2 separate regions of the Mus musculus genome follow, and region 1 is linked to region 2. The links are chromatin contacts, called in public HiChIP or PLAC-seq maps. All regions are on one chromosome and are shown on one strand. The core of a region is the stretch at or near the end of the contact, and the rest is flanking DNA. Distances in the headings are between cores, read along the strand shown.

Region 1 (3,672 bases), core at 484-2,983, 130 kb after region 2:
AAACAACAAAAAAAAAAGAGAGAGAGAGAAAAAAAACTATGGGTTACTATAGGACCTGAAAACATGAGGCAGGAGGTTTGCTTCAAGACACAGGCTAACCTAAGCTAATTGAAGACTCAAAAGACACACATAATAATAAAAACCATGCAGGGTAGTGATGATGCACACCTTCAATCCCAGCACTGGGGAGGCAGAGGCAGGTGAATCTCTATGAGCTCAAGACCAGCCTGCTCTATAAAGTGATTCCAGGGCACCACGGGCTGTTACACAGAAAAACTCTAGAAAAAGAAAAGAAAAGAAAAGAAAAGAAAAGAAAAGAAAAGAAAAGAAAAGAAAAGAAAAGAAAAGAAAAGAAAAGAAAAGAAAAGAAAAGAAAAGAAAAGAAAAGAAAAGAAAGAAAGAAAGAAAGAAAGAAAGAAAAAGAAAGGAAAGAGCTGGAGAGATGGCTAAGCAGTTAAGAGCACTGACTGCTCTTCCAAAGGTCCTAAGTTCAATTCCCAGCAACCACATGGTGGCCCACAACCATTCATAATGAGATCTAACGCCCTCTTCTGGTGTGTCTGAAGACAGCTACTGTGTGTACTTACATATAATAAATAAATCTTAAAAAAAAATCAAAACCACCTCCAATTAGTCACTGATCGTCCTCAATAAATCACAGTGCTCTCAAATGTAAAGATTTTAACAGTACTGTAAACTCAAGTATCCCCTTACTTTTATGTTCTACAGAAGGTGATTAACTGATAAGAACTTTTTAGACTATGGAATGGTTCAAATGTTGCAGGTCCAGAGCCTAACCATGGATTATTATGGGCTTTAATTAGCCCACTTAATAGTCACTCATTGTTCACCTATATGCCTGACCTAACTATGCCTATCACATGGAACCTACACAATATATTAACTTAGCCCACAACCTTCTACCAATCCAAAAGTTTATTTTGTGAGCACCTGAGCCCTCTGCGAGAGGTTTTCCTACACGTTGCTGTAACTCATCTCCCTGATGGACCTACATATATTTAAGGTGTTTTGTGACATTTTTTTGGCTGTTACAATAAAAACTTTTGGAACCGTGGAACCGAGAATTTGAAGTAACCCAAATCCGTATTCTCAGAACACCACGGACATTTAGATTCGATTCCAAAATAAACTCTGACCTGCTCTGGGGCAGAGCGCTGTTTTTTAGGCTAACAGTACCTACAAGTCGTTGTGGCAGTAGTGGAGAGTGAGATTGCAAACAGGGTCTGACTTAGAATAAGATTCTCAGAAATGGTACTTGGGGACTCCCTTTCATCCATTCCTTGATCATGACACAAAGGCTTTCACCTGAAACATGGCTCAGCTATCAGCTTATTTACTTCCGGCTCTCATTACTCTTAGAGGCGAAACAGTTCCTATCTGTCCCTGCGCTTCTCACTCGGGTCCCTTTCCAAGCCGACCCTGGCCAGAGATCAAGAGAACTTTTTCCCGCGGAAATGGAGGCGGTTCCGGAAGAGGGGCGGGCGCGATGGATTCTGGGGATTGTAGTCAAAAGCGCGCGGAGGTCCGCGCCGCTCAGGTGACAACACTCCAGCTGGGAGCACCGAGAGGAGAAAGGCAACACTTACCGAGACTCGGGATCCCGCGCCGGAGCTCCAGACACAAGAGAGGGAGAGCAGAGAGCAAGAAAAGGCCCACGACGCCACGAGAAGCCATGGCGCGGAGGGCTCGCTGGGCGCAGTGCCCGCCCCTTCCGGCCGTGCCTTCCGCGAGCTCGCCCCGGAGGCCTCGGGCTGGGAGGAATGGAGGGAGGATGCTGTGCCCTGAGGCTGGGGCGCGGGCCCGGATGCGATTGCTCAGACGGCGCGGGTCATCTCCTTCGGCTGGGACGGTCCCTGTCCTGTGGATCTGAGGCTGGTCACGATGACAGTGGCTTATCAGACTGTGCAGGTCTAAAAGATGGTGCTCAGAAGACTGAAATGACTTAAAAGGGGCGGTTGACGCTGCGAGGCCCGGTGGCCTTGTGTCCCTTGGGGGTAACAGGGCGTTTGGTTCTTAGCTAACTAGTTACTAAGCATCTTCTCTTCCTAACAGGTCCTGCGGGAAGCTTAAAAGTGGGGTCTGCTCCCTAGTGCCTGTTCCTGCCCCACACCCGCGTGGAGAGTTCCCTAGACCTGCCCCCCACTCACTGTTCTCCCTGTCAATGCCTACACGTGTTACAGTTATGACTTAACGTTGGCCTCACAGTGACTTCCCTGCCACTCCATGACTCAGCTCTGGTAACTTAGAGTTCAGGAATGGAGGGCCTTCCCACTGACAAGATTCCCAACTTGGCAAGTCCTCAACCATCAATACCCCCAGTCGCTCTTCAGTTTAGCTTAAGTTCCAAGTATGTGTAAGTTACTGAATTTGTCCTAAACAAACTCAGCCCTGGGATACATGTCCTGTACAGAGACTATCTGATGTCTGGTGCCATGATAGGAATGTCTGTATAGAGTGCTACAGAACCACGTTCTGCAGTGTGGAGAAGAATTTCCTGAGGAGATAGTGACTAAAGTGTGAAGGTTTGGAGTTTGGACTTCGGACACTTTTAACCACAGCACTAGGGAGGCAGTGGCAGATGGATCTCTGAGTTCAAGGCCAGCCTGGTCTACAGAGTGAGTTCCAGGACTGCACAGAGAAACCCTGATTGAAAAAAACAAAAGAAAAAAAAAGTATACAGAGGAGCGTCCAAGACCTTGGAACAGTGAGCCCTAAATGGGTGAATATGAAACCCTCCCCTTAGGGAACCCCAAAGGAGCAGAGGCAGAAAGAGTAAGAGCAAAAGGGATGAAGGGCACGGAGAAAACAAGGCCCTCCAAAGCAAAAAAGATCGATAAATATGTGAACTCAGTGAACTGAGGCAGCATGCACAGAGCCTGTGTGGATCTTCACCGATAAGCTCCTAGAGCCCAAAGAAGTAGACAGCTATCCCCATCCTTAATCCAGCCACTATCTCCAACTGATAACCACTTGAAAAAGTAAATTCTCTCTCCAGGGAAGGCTCACTTGAAAAACATTTGCGATGGTAGACTGAATGGCCAGCAGTGGATGGCCAATACAACCTTAGAGGTTCCTGCTCTTGAAATGTCATGTCAGAGTCCTGCCTTTTTTTTTTTTTTAACCTCCTTTTACCCTAAAGTTCCTTTGTGTATATATTATGGCTTCCAGTTTAGTGTTTTTATGGCATTCCCAAGTGTGCCAACATGAGGCTTTGATTCTTACACTCTCTCTTGGGCTCTTCCCCTTCCGTCTGTTTTCTCTGATTCTGATGTATTAGTTCTATTTTAATTATCCTTTAGAAGCCTGTTTCATATTGACAGGAAAGGTGTGGATCCAGATGGGATGAGAGGTGGGGAGGACTAGGGGGAGGAGAAACTGTAATCAGGATATAATATGTGAGGAGGGGAATTTTATTTTATGTATATGGTGTTATGCCTATATCCCCTAGAACTTGTGAGCCACCAAGTGGGTGCTGAGAATCAAACCTAAGACCTCTGGAAGAGCAGCCAGTGCCCTTAACCACTGAACCATCTCTCCAACCCCCAAAATGTACTTTCTTTCTTTCTTTTTTTTTTAAAGATTGATTTATTTATTATATGTAAGTACACTGTAGCTGTCTTCAGATGCGCCAGAAGAGGGTGTCAGATCTCA
Region 2 (3,554 bases), core at 151-2,650:
CAGAACACATTTTAGATTAGGAGAATGCAGAGTGGAATAACTTAGAAACTATAGGTAACATAAAATACTAAAAGAACAATGTGGAGAATGCAGAGGGAAAGAGGAAATAAGAAGACGCTGCAGAGAGCAGAAGGAGCAGGCAGGCTTCTCCTTACCATGGAACAGAACAGGTCCCATGGTAAGGACAAGGCAGGCTTAGTCTTATTAAAAGAAGCTGTCTTAGTTAGGGTTTTACTGCTGTGAACAGACACCATGACCAAGGCAAGTCTTATAAAAAACAACATTTCATTGGGGCTGGCTTACAGGTTCAGAGGTTCAGTCCATTATCATCAAGGTGGGAGCATGGCAGTATCCAGGCAGGCATGGCGCAGGCAGAGCTGAGAGTTCTATGTCTTCATCCAAAGACTGCTAGTGGAAGACTGACTTTCAGGCAACTAGGGTGAGGATCTTATACCCACATCCACAGTGACACACCCATTCCAACCAGGTCACACCTATTCCAACAAGGCCACACCTTCAGATGGTGCCACTCCCTGGTCCAAGGATATACAAACCATCACAGAAGCCAAGCTTTTTTCTTACAAACATGGGTTTAATTCATTTAGCAGTAAACGGGTAGGAGCCTTTTCTTTCTCTATGTAATAAAGATTGGAGTGCATTTTTCATCCAGAATGAGTGAGTTCTTTCTGCAGCTGTGCTTGGTCTTTTGCTCCATACGCATATGTCAGTATGGATGTGTGTGTAAGTACATAATTGTGAGAATGTTCGCAAGTGTGTGTGGGTAAGTATGTAATTGTGAGAATGCATGCAAGCTGGGCCCAACTGGGTTTTGAATGGAAATGTATAAATGAAAATGTATGAATGAATAAATGAGCATGCATGAGTCTGTTTATGAATTTATGTGAGATTATGCATATTCGCTTATGTAAAAGTTTTTCCTTCTTCTCCTGGTTCAATAGTTTATTGCTCCAAACTTCCCCCTAGCCCAGCGAGCAAGAGGCATCTGGACAATAGGGAAAAGTCTCCAGCAGTTAATCCTTTACTTAATCTCCTGCTGGTTTAGGATGAGGTGCTAAGTGCCAGAAACTGCAGCTTCAAGCCTCAGAGAATCACAGAAGGCAAATCAGCTACAATAATATAATAACTTAGATAAGTAAACTTTTTATTATACAGCAACCCTAAATTTCTGGTAAGACAAAGTCTGACTCCCAAATCTCGTAAGACAAAGAAAGGCTTACCCTCCGTCTACTCTCTTCCCCCTCAGCTGCCTCAACAAGAACGGACAAGAAAGAAGAAACCCCGTTCCGGGCTGGCCCCTGGCAGTTTTCTAAACTTGAGCTCCTGGGACTGCGGTAACTCAGAGTGCCCGTGGCTGCTTCTAGAACTGGCTCTGAGCAGCCTCACCAGTCTGGCGGTTTGCCTGGTGTGCTCACTCTCCAGGGATGGATGGTTCCAGAGCGAGGTCCTGCCAACACATCCCATCGGGGAACACAGCTCACGGAGAAATGTTAACTGTGATGACTTTAAACGGATAGAGATTTTCCTCTTACGGCTCTCAGAAGCTTGCCCGTCCCCCACCCCCACCGCACCCCCTCCCCCCCCCCCCGTATCCGGATTTTCACTTCAAAAGGGTTTGAGGAGATTGCAGGCATTTTCAAGCCACAGCAAAGTCAACACTACACCCTTTCCCTAGTGGATGAGAGGACTGTTTGACTTCCAATTAATTACACGTCTCTCTCAATGGCTCTTCTCCATCACTTGCCACAGGGAAAAGACACCAGAAGATTCAAACTGGCAGCTTTCTTGCCGATAAACAAACAGCCACTCTGTTGAGGATATTATCCATTTGGATTTAATCCAACAGTGTTTAGGGAACAGCACTTCCTACGCACCTGTAAACTGTCTTGACCTTACAGTTAATTGGATCAAAACTCTGAAGGCTATGATTTATGAAGGTTATAACATAGCAAATATCTTTGAACTTCCAACGAACTACAGTTGTTGAGCTTTTTCTAAAAAAATAAAATAAAATAAAACTACCTTTTGTTTTTTAAAATATTTTACTTAGGTACAAGTGTGGAGAAATGGGTTTTAGTGTACATGTTTAAGAAACTACTTTATCGCCCGGCATGGTGGCGCACGTCTTTAATCCCAGCACTCGGGAGGCAGAGGCAGGTGGATTTCTGAGTTCGAGGCCAGCCTGGTCTACAAAGTGAGTTCCAGGACAGCCAGGGCTATACAGAGAAACCCTGTCTCGGGAAAAAAAAAAAAAAAAGAAAGAAAGAAAGAAAGAAACTACTTTATCTGTGCCTCAGACTTTTCCAGAGAGAGAGAGAGAGAGAGAGAGAGAGAGAGAGAGAGAGAGAGAGAGAGAGAGAGAAAGAAGAGAAGAGAAGAGAAGAGAAGAGAAGAGAAGAGAAGAGAAGAGAAGAGAAGAGAAGAGAAGCTACTCATACTTAGAGAAAGGAATCAGAGTTAACTTTAGAAATTATTTTTAAGGTACCATAATTAAAGTAAAAATAGAATTTCATAATAGAGCACGATTTCCCCCATTAAGATTAAAGATATAAGGCTTGAAGGGGATTCAGTCAGTAAGAGCTTGCTGTGCAAACATGAGGAACTGAATGTGCCTCCCCAGGCATGGTGGCACATATCTTTGACCCTGGGGGTTGGTGGGGAAACAAACAGCTCTCTGGATTTTTCTGACCTAATTTTAATAAATCAGCAAGCTCGAGGCTCAGGATTCAAGGTGGTGAGTGATAAAAACAACCTCTGACCTCAGGATGCACACACGCACATGAGCACTGCACACACATGTGCACACACCCATACATTACTGCAAGCTTTGATTTTTTTTTTTTTTTAATTAAAACATGCTTTTAACAAGGGCTCTCTGAGCTGGAGCGATGACTCAGCGGTTAAGGGCACCGACTGCTCTTCCAGAGGTCCTGAGTTCAATTCCCAGCAACCACATGGTGGCTCACAACCATCTGTAATGGGATCTGATGCCCTCTCCTGGTGTGTCTGAAGACAGCTACAGTGTACTCATATACATAAAATAAAATAAATCTAAACAAGGGTTCTCAAAGGTATCAAACCCCCTTGTAGCTCACTGTCCAAAGGTAAGGGAGAAAAGATGGCAAACATGACAAGGGGGTGTGTGTCTGTCCCTTGGGTCAACTGGCTCTGGCTAACTCAGTTCTCTCAATAATAGCAATGGGAAAAAAAATACTAACACAAATAATAAATACAAAGATGTTCATTGATGTTCTTGTAAAGCAGATGTGTCAAAATATTAACAATTAGTAAGTCCGGGTAAAAGCAACGTAAATTAGTAGTACTGTGGAGACTTTCTCAGTTTTTGAAAACACCTTTCAAGACAGAAATTTCAAAACAGTAAAATGGCGAATCAGGATATACAGAAACAATCTGAAAAGGTCCCACAGACTGCAGAGAAAAAGAACAAAAGCGGGGGGTGGGGTGACAAGGGAGAAAGATAAAACCCTCAGACTTCTACAGCTGTTTTCCTGAATGAAGAGGCATCTTTGCAACAG

What was found. HiChIP or PLAC-seq counts read pairs in DNA pulled down with a chosen protein or histone mark.
Region 1: a contact with region 2 is called in an H3K27ac HiChIP or PLAC-seq map of embryonic stem cells, with 8 read pairs. The contact joins the promoter of Ubxn8 here to the enhancer-like site in region 2. A contact is called at or near these places in 7 of 39 promoter capture datasets (cranial neural crest, frontonasal cranial neural crest, hippocampal neurons and 4 more), 7 of 484 Hi-C or Micro-C datasets (CD4 T cells, embryonic stem cells, granulocyte-monocyte progenitors and 3 more), 3 of 115 datasets of contacts at active chromatin or transcription factors (embryonic stem cells and memory CD8 T cells) and 4 of 9 other capture datasets (adipose tissue, embryonic stem cells, liver and 1 more).

The regions. Positions count from the first base shown.
Region 1 is chr8:33,640,243-33,643,914 of GRCm38.p6, forward strand. Ubxn8 (UBX domain protein 8) reads right to left here and starts at 1,734. Exons shown (of 8, transcript NM_178648.2): 1 at 1,608-1,734. The coding sequence starts at 1,695.
Region 2 is chr8:33,507,186-33,510,739 of GRCm38.p6, forward strand. No RefSeq gene overlaps it. Among named protein-coding and RNA genes, the nearest start is that of Tex15, 62 kb to the right of the region's middle. Within about 2 kb of position 1,401, at least 65 of the 459 cell types and tissues checked have an H3K27ac peak or open chromatin away from gene starts, as enhancers often do. A contact at or near this core is called in memory CD8 T cells, where this site is marked.